Regions from separate parts of the Macaca mulatta genome. Here region 2 is linked to region 1. Evidence: chromatin contacts called from public Hi-C data. All regions are on one chromosome and are shown on one strand. The core of a region is the stretch at or near the end of the contact, and the rest is flanking DNA. Distances in the headings are between cores, read along the strand shown.

What was found. Hi-C and Micro-C count contacts between places; a contact is called where the count stands out from the background.
Region 2: a Hi-C map of fetal cortical plate shows a contact between it and region 1, with 3 times the contacts expected there. The contact joins the promoter of SIAH2 here to the promoter of SELENOT in region 1. A contact is called at or near these places in 2 of 14 Hi-C or Micro-C datasets (fetal cortex germinal zone and fetal cortical plate).

The regions. Positions count from the first base shown.
Region 1 is chr2:53,622,152-53,628,831 of T2T-MMU8v2.0, forward strand. SELENOT (selenoprotein T) reads left to right here and starts at 5,100. Exons shown (of 6, transcript NM_001159414.2): 1 at 5,100-5,322. The coding sequence starts at 5,186.
Region 2 is chr2:53,798,015-53,804,725 of T2T-MMU8v2.0, forward strand. SIAH2 (siah E3 ubiquitin protein ligase 2) reads right to left here and starts at 3,397. Exons shown (of 2, transcript NM_001194383.3): 1 at 2,353-3,397. The coding sequence starts at 2,769.

The sequences.
Region 1 (6,680 bases), core at 3,850-6,349:
TCCCTGACTCAAACAATCCTCTTGCCTCAACCTCCTCAGTAGCTGAGACTACAGGTGTGCACCACCATGCCTGGCTAATTTTTGTATTTTTTGTAGAGACAGGGTTTCATCATGTTGCCCAAGCTGGCCTTGAACTCCTGGACTCAAGTGATCCTCCCCTCTGCAGTATTCCAAAGTGCTGCGATTACAGGCATGAGCTACTGCACCTGACCTATTTGGTATTTTTTTTAAGATGGGGTCTTGCTCTGTCACCCAGGCTTGAGTGCAGTGGTACAGTCATGGCTCACTGTGGCCTCAAACACCTGGGCTCAAGCAATTCTGCCACCTCAGCCTCCCAAGTAGCTGGGACCACAGGTGCGTGCCGCCATGCTCAACTATCTTTTTTTCCTTATTACCAAAATAACATATGTTTAACAGGAAATATATCCAAGCAAAACATTTTGATCCATGTCTTCCTTTTTATGTACTTTAAAAAATACACAAATAATAATGTGATAACACTTTACTGTTTCATAATTCAATTTTTTAACACTCTATGTTAAGGACTTTATTTTTCATTGAATTCTAAAACATTGATTTACTTTTTGAATAAGTATTACATGACAACAGCATAAAATTTTAAAATGCAAAAGTTACTTATGCAATAAGAATAACTTCCCTCCCGTTTTTGTTCCTGAGCCACTCTGTTCCCTGTTCTCCTCTCAGGAATCAACCAAGATGATACAGGGCTCTAAGTTAGGGTTCTTGGTTTGCAAACAAAATGTGTGGTAGCTCATAGAGTAAAAGGAAAAGATGAAGAATGAGGCCCTGGAGAAGATAATACCCAGAGTAGTTCGGGGTCTAGAACTTTCCTTAGGGTTCTTCTATTAGAATTAATCAGCTTCAATACCTTTTGGCTTTGGACACAGGTACACCTCTGGTGGGAATGTTTTGAGTACCTCAAGTGGTAGTCCCAAGACTGTGTGCAATGGGGTCTTGCTGGTCCCCTGAAGAGAAACTGAGGTACCATTACCAGAAGAAGGAATAGATGCTGAGAAAAACATGTATCCACTGTATTATTATTATTATTATATTTTTATTATGAAGAAGCCACCACAAGATAATTGAGCTTGCTAATCAATTTTTATATGGGGTATCTTATTTCTTACTTTTGATACTGAAATGGACACACTCAGCCTCCCAAAGTGCTGAGTTTACAGGCATGAGCTACCACTCCCAACCACTTTCACTATTTTCTGACTTGTTGAATTCCTTCCCGAGATGGCATCAAGAGCCTGGACAACAACCAGGGTAAGGGTCCCACCAGCGTTTCGAGATCTTCCCTAGCTCACCAGTATCAATACTACCATGCCATCTTAGTGCCAGAGTTTTGCTTTTTGTTTATAATCATGTTGGTACCAATTTACCATCTGTTATTTGCAAGGGTTATGTTAAATGGCAATAATCATTCTGTGTCTGTTCTTGTACTTACGTCTAATTTTTAAAATAAATTATGAAGATAAAAACCTTCTTTATAGTCTTGCCAAAAGGATTAAACTTAAAAGTGTCTAGTCGTCTAGATGTAACTACTAATTTACAGAGAATACACAGGACAGAGATATATATTAATGTACACCATGGCAGGATACGGTGGCTCATGCCTGTATTCCTAGAACTTTGGGAGGCCAAGGTGGGAGGATCACTTGAGGTCAAGAATTTGAGAACAGCCTGAGCAACATAGCGAGACTCCATCTTTATTTAAAAAAAAAAAAAAAGGCAGGTCGTGGTGGTTCCAGCTACTTAGGTGGCTAAGGTGGGAGAATCCCTTGAGCCCAGGTGGTAGAGCTTGCAGTGAGCCAAGACGGCGCCACTGCACTCTAGCCTGGGCAACAGAGCGAGACCCTGTCTCAAAAAAAAAAAAAAAAAAAAAAAGGACGGTATATGAGTTTGTAATCAGCAGCAAAACCCACAAACACATGGTTTCTTCAGCAAATAAGTCGCAAGGGAAAAAGAGACAAAGAGGCAGGTTGGGAGATATATAGATAAAAGAAATTGCAAAAGGAAAAAAAAAAGATATTTAATTTTGTTAAGCTCAGACCAAAAACAGGTCACTGTGCTACCCACAAAACACCAAACATTCCTTTTCTTGGTCACGAAGAGGGACTGCTGCTGCTTTAACAATTCAACCCGAGGAAAGGAAAATACCTGAGTAGCCTGAGCTATATAAGGTATGCAAATTTTTTTTTTTTTAGAGACAGAGTCTCGCTCTGTCACCCAGGTTGGCGTGCCATGGCACAATCTCGGCTCACTGCAAGCTTTGCCTCCTGGGTTCACACCATTCTCCTGCCTCAGCCTCCTGAGCAGCTGGGACTATAGGTGCCCGCCACCACGCCTGGCTAATTTTTTGTATTTTTAGTAGAGATGGGGTTTCACCGTGTTAGCCAGGATGGTCTCGATCTCCTGACCTTGTGATCTGCCTGCCTCGGCCTCCCAAAGTGCTGGGATTACAGGCGTGAGCCACTGTGCCTGGCAAGGTATGCAAAATTTATCAGGTCCAGGGAAACAGGAGTATGGAACTTCAGTCACACCACCCCTGATGCCTGGGGGCAATTTTTAAAATACATTTTATGGCTAGCTGTACCACCCATTATCTTATTTTTTTTGAGACGAGGTCTCACTCTGTCACTCAGGCTGAAGTGCAGTGGAGCCATCAGGGTTCACTGCAGCCTCGACCTTCCTGGCTCAGGTGATCCTCCCACCTCAGTCTCCTAACTGGGAATACAGGTGTGTGCCACCATGCCCAGCTAATTTTTAAATTTTTTGTAGAGGCAGGGTTTCATCATGTTGCCCAGGCTGGTTTCCTAGGCAGACAGAGTGAGACTATGTCTTAAAAAAAAAAAAAAAAAAAAATCTAATTTTACTGGAAAGGGGTTCTGATCCAGACCCCAAGAGACAGTTTTTGGATCTCACTCAAGAAAGGATTGGAGGCAAGTCTATGGAGTAAAGTGAAAGCAAGTTTATTAAGAAAGTAAAGGAATACAAGTTAGGCTACTGCATATACAGAGCAGCCCTGAGGGCTGCTGATTGGCTATTTTTATGGTTATTTCTTGATTATATGCTAAACAAGGGGTGAATTATTCAAGAGTTTTCTGGGGAGAAGGGCAAGAATTTCCCAGAATAAAGAGTTCCTCTTCCTTTTCAACCATATAGGGTAGTTTCCAGACGTTGCCATGGCATTTGTAAACTTTCACCGTGCTGGTGGGGGTGTCCTTTAGCATGCTAGTGTGTTAAATTAGCATATAATAAGCAGTAAAGGAGATAGCATGCAAATATATTATAATTAGCATATAATGAATGAGCAGTGAGGACGACCAGAGGTCACTTTTGTCGCTATCTTGGTTTTGGCTTCTTTACTGTATCTTGTTTTATCAGCTGGGTCTTTGTGACCTGAATCTTGTGCTGACCTCCTATCTCATCCTGTGAGTAAGAATGCCTAACCTCCTGGGAATGCAGCCCAGCAGGTATCCACCTCATTTTACTTAGTCCCTACTCAAGATGAAGTCACTCTGGATTGAACACCTCTGATAAAAGAACCACTCAGCACCCCAGCTCCATTTTCCAAATCATCCAATCAAGCCTCAGATCCTAACACCTCCTTATTGAGTCTTCTCATGGTTTCCCGTGGTGTGCGTTCCCCTGTCTTAGTCCATCTGGGCTGCTATAACAGAATAACTGAGATTGGGTAATTAATAAAGATACAGATTTATTTCTTACAGTTCTAGAGGCTGAAAATTCCAAGATCAAGGGCTCCACATCTTATGGGGACTTTGTGTTCTGTCGTCCAATGGAGGAAGGTAAATGTGCAGGAGAGTGCAAAAGTGAAAGAGCAATAGACAGAAATCGAAACCTTAAGCCCTTTCATAATTGGCATTAATCCATTCAAGTCCTTTCATAATTGGCATTAATCCATTCATGAGGGTGGACCCCTCCCATAGGCCCCATCTCCCAACACTGTTACATTGGGCATTAAATTTCCAACACATGCTTTTCGGGGGATATATTCAAACCATAGCATCCCTCTTGCTGCAATTAATAATAAACAAAATTGTTCAATTACTGGTGTGTTCCTGGTCTTAAAAGTTTTTGACTTGTTCTAAAAGACACATCAACCAATGACAATGTATAAATTTAATTTTGATTCTTATTTTAACAAATGAACAGTAGGAAAATAAGTAGTTATTGAGACATTTGAACACTATTTAATACTAAGCAATTACTATTTTTTAAAGGTGAGATAATGATACTGTGGTCATTTTTTTTTTCAAACAATAGTTCTTTTTTAGAGATATGTGCTTAAATAATTGTAAGCCAGGCATAGTTGCCTGTGCCTGTGTTCCTAACCACTTGGGAAGCTGAGGCAGGATTGCTTGAGCCCAGGGGTGTGAGGCTGCAGTGAGCTATCATCATGCTACTGCACTTCAGCCTGGGTGACAGTGAGACCGTGTTTAAATATATAGAGATGAAATGATATGACGTCTGAGATTTGCTTCCAAATATGCCCAGGAAGGGAAGAAGTGTTTAGAGATATAGACAAATCAAGAACGTCAAAATGTTAGTAACTGTTAAAGCTTGCTAAGGTAGTTACTCTATTTTTGTATAATATACGTTTGGAATTGTTCAAAGGTTTCTTAAAACTTATGTTTAATATTCTTTTAGGAGAAAGCAATATTGTAAGATCAAAGAAAAGGCCATAAACAGGGCACCCCAAAAATTTCAGCATTACCATTCTGAGGGTCAGGAGTCTCCTCCCTCCTATCCGCCAACACTTGAATCAGGGCTGTCAAGTAGGTGTTTCCAAGTGTCTCAGGCAGATAAATGGATAAATTGCAAAACTGGATATAGAACTCAAATCTGCCTCATACATGGGCCCTGTGACACCCCACCAGCTCCTTTGCTCCCTCTCTTCCTTTCTTATGCCGTCCCAGAGTCTTGCACACTACCAAGATGGTGGTGAGTCAGGACAGTAAAACAGGTCGGCTCTTCACTCCAGTAGTGCGCGCAGGCGCCGGGCCGCGCAGGCGCATTACTGCTCCCCTCCCCCGACCTTGGCTGATCGCGCCTGCGCAGTGGGGAGCAGCTCGCGCCTGGGCTTTGGGCTGGCTGCAGTCTTAGTCTGAGGGCGGCCGAAGCGGCTGGCTCAATTAAGATGAGGCTTCTGCTGCTTCTCCTAGTGGCGGCGTCGGCGATGGTCCGGAGCGAGGCCTCGGCCAATCTGGGCGGCGTGCCCAGCAAGAGATTAAAGATGCAGTACGCCACGGGGCCGCTGCTCAAGTTCCAGATTTGGTGAGTATGTGCAGTGGGCCCCGGCCACCCCGCCGCGCCTGTGCTCGGCGCCGCTGGGTACGCGAGGCCCCGGCTTCGCGGCCTAGCTGGCTGCATCTTCGCTGGCCTCGCAGAACGGTGCGGGAGCCCTTCCACAGACAACCTTCTCGCGGGCCCTTTTAGAGCGGTCAGGCCGCCCTCCTTTTCCAGGTACAACTGCTCACTTGATTTTTGCCTCCTAGAACAGTGGGAGTGGGGAAAGAGGGCGCGAGAAGGTTAAACGCTGAAAGGCGAAGACGGGGGGACACCTGTTAGTACGGAGGACCTGTCGGCGGCGTCACGCCATAGCCACCCCGACTGCCTGCGGAGATGGGGATGAGTAGGCGCCGCGTCAGCGGAGGAGCGCCAAGCATTTGTCAGTTCACTTTTCCTGCCTTCTTTTCCGGGGTTATGTTGGGCGGCCTCGCTCCCTGGCTAGGTGAAGGTTAATTCGGGTCGTTGGAGAGGATCCGGGAGTGACAGACGCCGTTTTTCTCCAGGACTTGCTGGGGGGACTGTTGAGTTTGCGAATGGGGCGTCTGACAGCTGGAGGGCGTGAAGGGGAGGTCTGGGGATGCTGGTTCTGTTTGCCATTTCCAAAGTGTCAGAAAAGGAGCACGTTGTTCTTCTAAACTTTGACAGTTCGCTCGCATTCACCCCTCACCTGCCTCCCAGGAGTTGCCTGCTCTGGCATCTCGTTCTACCTTTCAGTTGTCTTGTGTATTCACAGAAAAGATCTCGGCAGTTTTCGACAGTGTTCTTTAAATTATTTTGTTTTTAACCTAATCGTTAGGAACAGGGCAATGATGCCTTTTATACGGTAAGGGAGGTTGCGGGTGGGGATTGAAAAGCTCCAAAGATTGGGGGAAAAAACACCAAAATTGTAAAATTATAGAAATGAGAATCTTAAACCCCCAAAGATGACATTTTCTCAGGATAAACTGACCATCCCAGGATAGCCAGATTAGTAAATCATCAGAGTCCTGATACATCGGAATGCTGGTGTTGGCCATCATTCACTTAAACCCTTCTTTTAAGAACTTCATGTATTAGTATATTAAAGTTTAGATTTTCTACTTCTCCAACTAGCTTTTTGCTTACTCACTGAACACCAAGCAAATCTTTAAAATAATTTTTAAAAATCAGTTTAAGGTGATGTTTGAGTTAGAAAATAAGATGGTGAGACTTTATTTTTGGAGTAAAAACTAAAAACATTGCAATTTCTTCTGAGTAAAAACAAACAAGGCCTGGCGCGCTGGCTCATGCCTGTAATCCCAGCACTTGGGGAGGCCGAAGCTGGCGGATCACCTGAGGTCGGGAGTTCGAGACCACGGGAGTTC
Region 2 (6,711 bases), core at 2,147-4,646, 170 kb after region 1:
ACAGACCTACCTTGTTTTAAGTTTGATACAGGCCTTACGACTACTCCCTGTTGTTTCTCATCCTCTACAGCACATCTTGGTTGGTCGCTGGGCCTATGTATACATTCAAGTTTGGTTCGTCCAGACTAACTGGCTGAGCTGCCCTGCCAAAAGTTTGGATTATTGATCAACCAAAGGTGAGGCATGCACACTCCGGCTTTATGTAACTCACACACATGCACACACAAAAGCATCCCCAAGATCACATTCTAAGCTTGGTTCCTGGTCTTTAGGGGAATAGTTGGCCCTTTTAAATTTCAGCTTGCAAAGTAATGGCTTTGCCCAACTGCATTCTTATGGAATAGAGACTCAGAAAATCACTGACATGTACAGAAAGGCTGAGAACCCCCGATTCCCAGAACTACTCTTCAAGGTTGATTTCACTAGCCTGTTTCACGTTAGGAAAGAACATATGCTTTCATAGGAACCAGAGTTCTAGATCCTGAAAGTGAAACTTCATGCTCCATATAGCATAACTGTTTCCTTCCCTTTCTCTTGGGAACAACACAATTCTAAGGTTACATTTTAAAAACAAATTATGGATTACTGACTAATATCAAATGCTCATTTGTGAACTAAAACTCACCTAAAAGCCATTTCTTTTGTTAGCCACTGCGGGTTTAAGGGAAAGTAAAGGGGTGAGAAAATGGCTCCCCAGAAATCCTGTGGGGCATCCCCCACCCCTGCAATATATCTCAAACATCAAATAGCCACTCTATGTTAACTACCACCAAACCTTTGTCTCCTTTTTCACAACCCTAAGACAACTATGCAAATACTTCATCTAAATTTTGAGAAACTGGGCTGAGTGAATTAGTAAGCATTATATGAGGAGGGGTTAAAAGCAATTTATTAAGGTTGCCTGAAACACCCTAGTCCAAACACTGATTCAAACTCTTATTTAAATATGCTATTTTAAACCTCATTTGCAGCAGGGCAGCAGACCAAATTAAAGCACTCATTTTACTGACCTGAGTCCCACGCCTGAATTCTCTGGTGGATTATTTTTAATTTAAAAATGAGCTCTTGTCCTATAAAATAAGCAGCACCAAGGAGAAATACAAGAAAGCCTAAAGGGCCCAAGAGGCAGAGCAAGTTACTTTTACAAAAAAACTGGAAAGTATTAATGACAATATTTCTACTTCTAATTTCAGAAAATGAACTTTACAGTATAGTTCTAGGTCATAATGAAGTAATGTAGACAAGTATGTCTGTGAAACTGCTCCTGAAGGTAAACAAATGTTACAATATGACCACACAATGCAATACTATACAGTCATTTAAAATACAGTGAAGTCGACTAGGTTTCAGGCATAGAGAAATATGTATGATAATATGAATTTAAAAACAGCAAGCTGCAGATGCCATTTTTGGAGAAAAACTTACATCTATGTGTGGGTATTAAAAAACCTCCCTGACATACACTGACATCTATGATTCTATATTTAGCTGCGAGGGTGTATGTATATATAGTTTAAAAAGATACACACTAAACCTAACAATGGTGGGAAAGGAGGGGAGAGGTCTTGGTCTTTCATTTTACTTATTGTCTTGGCTTGCATTTTTCGCAAGGGCATTGAAAACTTTTTACATTAAATAAAAAATGAACTGATGAGCTTTAAACAACTGTAACAACAGCTCTTGAGTGCCCTTGTTAATTTCTTGATTGACTGTTTTCACCCCACATAGTACAAAAACGCAGCCACAACTCCTCAGTCCTTCCCAGTCCTTGGAAGGCTAGGAGAGAAAAAGGCGTGGCTTGCAGGGTTTTCTTCTAGCTAGAAGAAAACAGGCTGTAGGCGCCCTTTTTTTAGCTACACTCCCGAGAGCTCCCACGTGTCAGGGGTGCGCAGACTGTAGGCGCGGGGTGCAGGACTCCAGTATCAATTCAGCCAAGCCGAGCGCTGGACAAGGGTGCGTTTAGCTCGCCCGTTTCTTCCCTCCTCAGTCCCCACATAGTCAGTTTCTCGGTCCAAGTTTTACTGGTGCGGCCCAGCCCTATCGAGCGTACCCGAATACATGTCTGCAGAGGACGCGGGCATTGGGCCGGGTGAGCTACGATGTTCTGACGACCAGCGAATGCCAATTAATCTGTTAACTGTCAATTAACTGTCAATTAACTCGGTAAATGTCAACCCAGAACTACTCCCAAAGTGGGTTTGAGGGAGGGTAGACGAAATGTAAACATTTTTTCTTTTTTTTTTTTTTTTAAATGAGAGATGCCGCCCGCCTTTCCGGGCCTGCCAGTGGGCTGGAGGATACCGGAGTCCCTGAGGTCACCGGCGGAGATACGCGGGCTGTCCCTGACCTTACCTTACAGGGAAACAGGACTGCCGAGGCCACCTTCTCCATAGCCAGGTTCCTGATGCTGGGCGTCAGGGCGCCCCTGCACGTCGGGCAGCAGCTCAACTTCTGGCGGCATTGGTTACACACCAGGTGCCCGGCCTGGCACTGCAGGATAGGAGGCAGGACATAGTCAAAGCAGACCGGACACTCGAAGAGCGAGGTCAGCTCGTGGTGCTGCGGGGACACCGGGCCGGCCCCGCCGCCGCCGCCGGGGCCCGAGATCACCGCCGCCGCGGCGGGCACCGCGGACGAGCCGGGGCCCGCAGCCGAGATGGTGGCGGCGGCCGGGGGCGCAGCCGGGGACGGAGTGTGCTGGGGCTGCGGCGGCGGCTGCTTGCTGCAGGGTTTATTAGCGCTGGGGCCGGTGGAGGACGGGCGGCTCATCGCGCTCCGAACCAACCATGGAACTGCGGGCGCCTGCCTGCCGCGGGGCCGCCCGGGTCAAGGCGGTGCGCGCCCCGCGGGCAGCGAGCTCCGAGGCAACGCCACGGCGCCCAGCCCAGGTCTGGGCGGCAGAGACTCTCGGCCTCCGGCAGGCGGAGGGCTGGACCGCGCTGATGCACTCCCCAGCCCCCGGCGTTCCGAGCACGCCTCCGCGTCGGACCCCGCGCGATGCCCTCCTCCCAGCGGCGTCCGGGCCCCGAACCCAGCGGTGCGCAAGGAGCCCCGGCCCACCCGCTTCTGGAGCGGCCGCTGACGCAAGCCCCGGGGGCGCGCGCGGACGTGACGCCTGGACACGTGTGCGGCCGCCCAGGCGCGCGGGGACTGGCAGAGCCACCCTGCGCCGGGGCGCTGGCTCCGCCCGGCTCCAGCTGGCAGCGCAGGGGGCCGCCTAGCGCCGGCGCTTCCTGCTCGGGCTGCGGGCCGGGCCTGCGCCAGTGAGCATGCCTGGCTCGCCGCAGCCCCGCGGGGTTGTCTTTTCCGGGTTGGCGAGGGAGGCCACTCTCGGGGAAGGCGTCGCCGAAGTCCTCTGGCCACACCCCGGGGTGCCTGGCCGACGCGTCCCTCAGCTCAAACGAGAAGGGCAACTTCAGGCTGGGCGGGGGCGTGGACGGTGGGTGGGACAGTACGCTGGCGGGCAGGGGCGGGGCGCCGGCGCCCCTGCACTGGTCGGAAAAAACCGAGAGGTTTGTCTTCTCAGGGTTGAGTCACCAGCGTGCAGGCGAGGAGGGCGACGCGGCCAACCGAGTTCTGTGTTCCGAGTCAGGACGGGAAGCATTGGGTGGGAGCAGGGCGAGGGGCCGAGTTGGGTCTGCAGGGGGCACAGGACCTAGTTTTGTACAGTTAACGGTGGGGTTGAGTAAAGAAGGGGGGCGGTGGGGAGGAGGTAAGCCCCCTTTATTCCTTTCCCAGCGGACCAGGAGGAAGCTTCGTTGAATTAAGCGCCCCTGGCTTGTATAGCCGAGGAGGGAGCTCATGGACAGCGTTGGCTAAGAGTTCGAGATCATCTAGGAATGCCAGAAACGTGGGTTGGGTCGTGAGGTCTCTGAAGACAGTAGGTGAGCCTCCAGTGTAGGGCGCTGAGTCCGCTTGGTAAAGAGCCGGCCGAAGTCCGAGTCTTTGTTGCGAGCTGTAGGCCACCCTGCGCGCCCAGCAGAAGCGCTAGAGAGGGCACCGTAGCCCGGAGTGAACCGCATGTCCAAATGTAACTGTGTGCTCCGAGTTAAATTGTTTTTCTGCAAACTTTGCTTAAGCCAACGATTCCAGAATTGGGGAAAGGGTTACCCTAGGTGGAAATCGGTATTTGTAGGAGCCACAGAGGTAAGGACCAACTATTAAGACTGAGTGAAAAATGGTTCCCTCCAACTGTAAAAGTGGAATAAAAACAATACCTATCTTATAGGTGGGGCAGTGAGGAGTAAATGAGTTTAATATGTTTCAAACTTTTGAAACAACCTCGCTCATCATAAGCACTATTTAAACATTAGCTGTTATCTTTTTAAAATATTAGTGGATGTTTAATATGAATGAATACAATTTGTCCAAGAAATACGGCGTTAGAGCCCAGAAGAAATAAAGTTTAATCTTACAAAGGGCTTCTATAGAATGACTGCATGCATGGAATTGATGGAATTTGGTATAAATCTTGAAAAAACGTAATAGTTGTAGATATTCAATCGTTCGGTAAATGTTTCCTGAGCATTTATCACGTATCAGCTACTATTGGAGCTCTGAGAATGGTTCTCATACAGTTTACATTCTAGTAAGAGAGCAAGGCCCAATAATCAAACACTCATGGGAGGGGAAGGATTTCAGATACCACAGGGGTGGGAAGGCATTATAGCAGGAGCTAAAAAGCACAGAGTGAAGGAATGAATTCTGGGATTGCATTGGGACTTGGAGGGGATATAACGGGAGCGTAGGGGTGTGGGGTTAGCACAAGCAGAGCCTCAACTGGCTTAATAAGACATTTACCTCAATGATGGGGTAAACCACTGTAGGGTTTTGTTTGGTTTTTTAAGAACACACAAGTAACAACACTAGCTTTTGTAGGTTTTTGAAAGCTCTTTAGTAACATGGCTGAACCTGAGTTTTTGGATAGGTGGGGAGCATAATATAATTAATGTTTATTGAGTGCCCACCGTATGTTGGGCATGAACAGTTTTAAGTATTTATCATAACTCTATATGATGAATACTACTTTTATCTCCATTTTACAGTTGAAGAAACCGAGACATAGGTTACTTTGCTCAAGATCACATAGCTGAGAATGTGGGAACATGCTCGGAGCCCTTCTTCTTAACTACTAGTCTGTATGCCTCTAAATTATGCCTGACTCCTACTTATAGTCTGGTTAAAGAGTTAAGATTAGCACACTCAACAGAGTCAGAAGACAGTTGTTCAGCCTATAATAAAGCACTGAATTTTGTGGGCAAACTTTACATAAACTCTTTCCTTAGCTGGTCTAGAGAGAAAAATTAAATCATATTCTATTTATTTCATTTTCACCTTTTTATGACACAAAACATAAGTGATGACACAAAAATCACCTACAGTTTTACTGTTATTGGAGAAAATGTAATATTTTTCATTCTTAGTTTAAAATCAAAGCATTTGGAATTTATTACTGGAATGCATTTTCTTTCCTTCCACTTCCAGCCTCTTGGTGTGATGATCCCCATTCCCATGGCTTCTTACTAGCTCTCATTAGGAGACTGGAGTCCTCACGCTTGCCCGGTTGACATGAGCTTTAAGTATTCCAGCTAGATAGGACCTGGTCATTCAGAAAGCAATTTGGTTTGGGAGGTGTTGAAACAAAGAACAGGAAAAGCAATTCTCTGCAGAGAGAATTTGGTTTATTTTTCTAAAAATACAACGAACCTATCCACTCTTACCCTGGCAGATGCCTCCCCTAGTATAGAGAAATTTCTTCTTTTCTTCCTTCTTCACATCATTGCACACCTGATTAAGTCAACCAGGGTAATTAAAAAACAAAACTGAAACCAAAAACTCTGGGCAGTTGCTGAAGGTAGGCAGGGGGAGAGTGGATAGGTCTGCTATGTGAGCCACATAAGTGACCAGGCTGGTCTTCCCAGTCGCCTTTCTTCTTCCTCCTTTCTTGGCGACTTTTGAAACAAAGAAAGGTGACCTTTGCACAGCAGGCACTGTGAGCTAGAGCCTCCTCTTCCAGAGGGCAGTGAGCTCAGAGGTCGCGTTTAGCGTGTACTCAAAATGTATGCTGAATTGAGTTGTTGCGAGGTTTATTTACCCTTGGGAGCGTCGCTGCTGCTTCTGGGCCTGTTTAGTGAGTGACTTTGTGGTCTGGGGGAGCAGGGTCCAGCCTTTTGTTATCTCCTGATTAATGACTCATTTACCACATCTGCTGTATGAGAGGTTGGCCTCATTCGCCCACCTACTGAGTCCCAGATTGCATATGTCAAGCAGGACACCTCTCCTTAACCCATCTGCTCTGTGCTAAGCTTGAAAGACCGGGGGTGTACTGAGTAGCCTTTTCTTTCCTTAAAATAGCAGGGTGAGTCTTAAAAAAAAACACCTCACAGGTGAGTTCCTAATCTCACTAAACTGCTGAGCTCAATGAGAAGTGCTCCAGCTAGGCAGACAAGCTCTTGCCCTTTTTTCTGTAACTTACAAATTGTGTGGTTTTGCAAATCAGGCAACTTCTGCCATCAGGCAAATGGTGTGCATTTACAGAGCAAATTGTGGTTGGCTTTTTGGAGATGACTCAGGTATGCATTGGAGCCTGCTGCATGGAAATTCCTCATCAGGGGAGGCTTATGGGGAATCTGTAGGTGATGTAAGGCCCCCGGGTAATTAAAGTAGGAACTTTCAACTTCATCTGTTTCTGGGGTAATTGCCAAATACTCA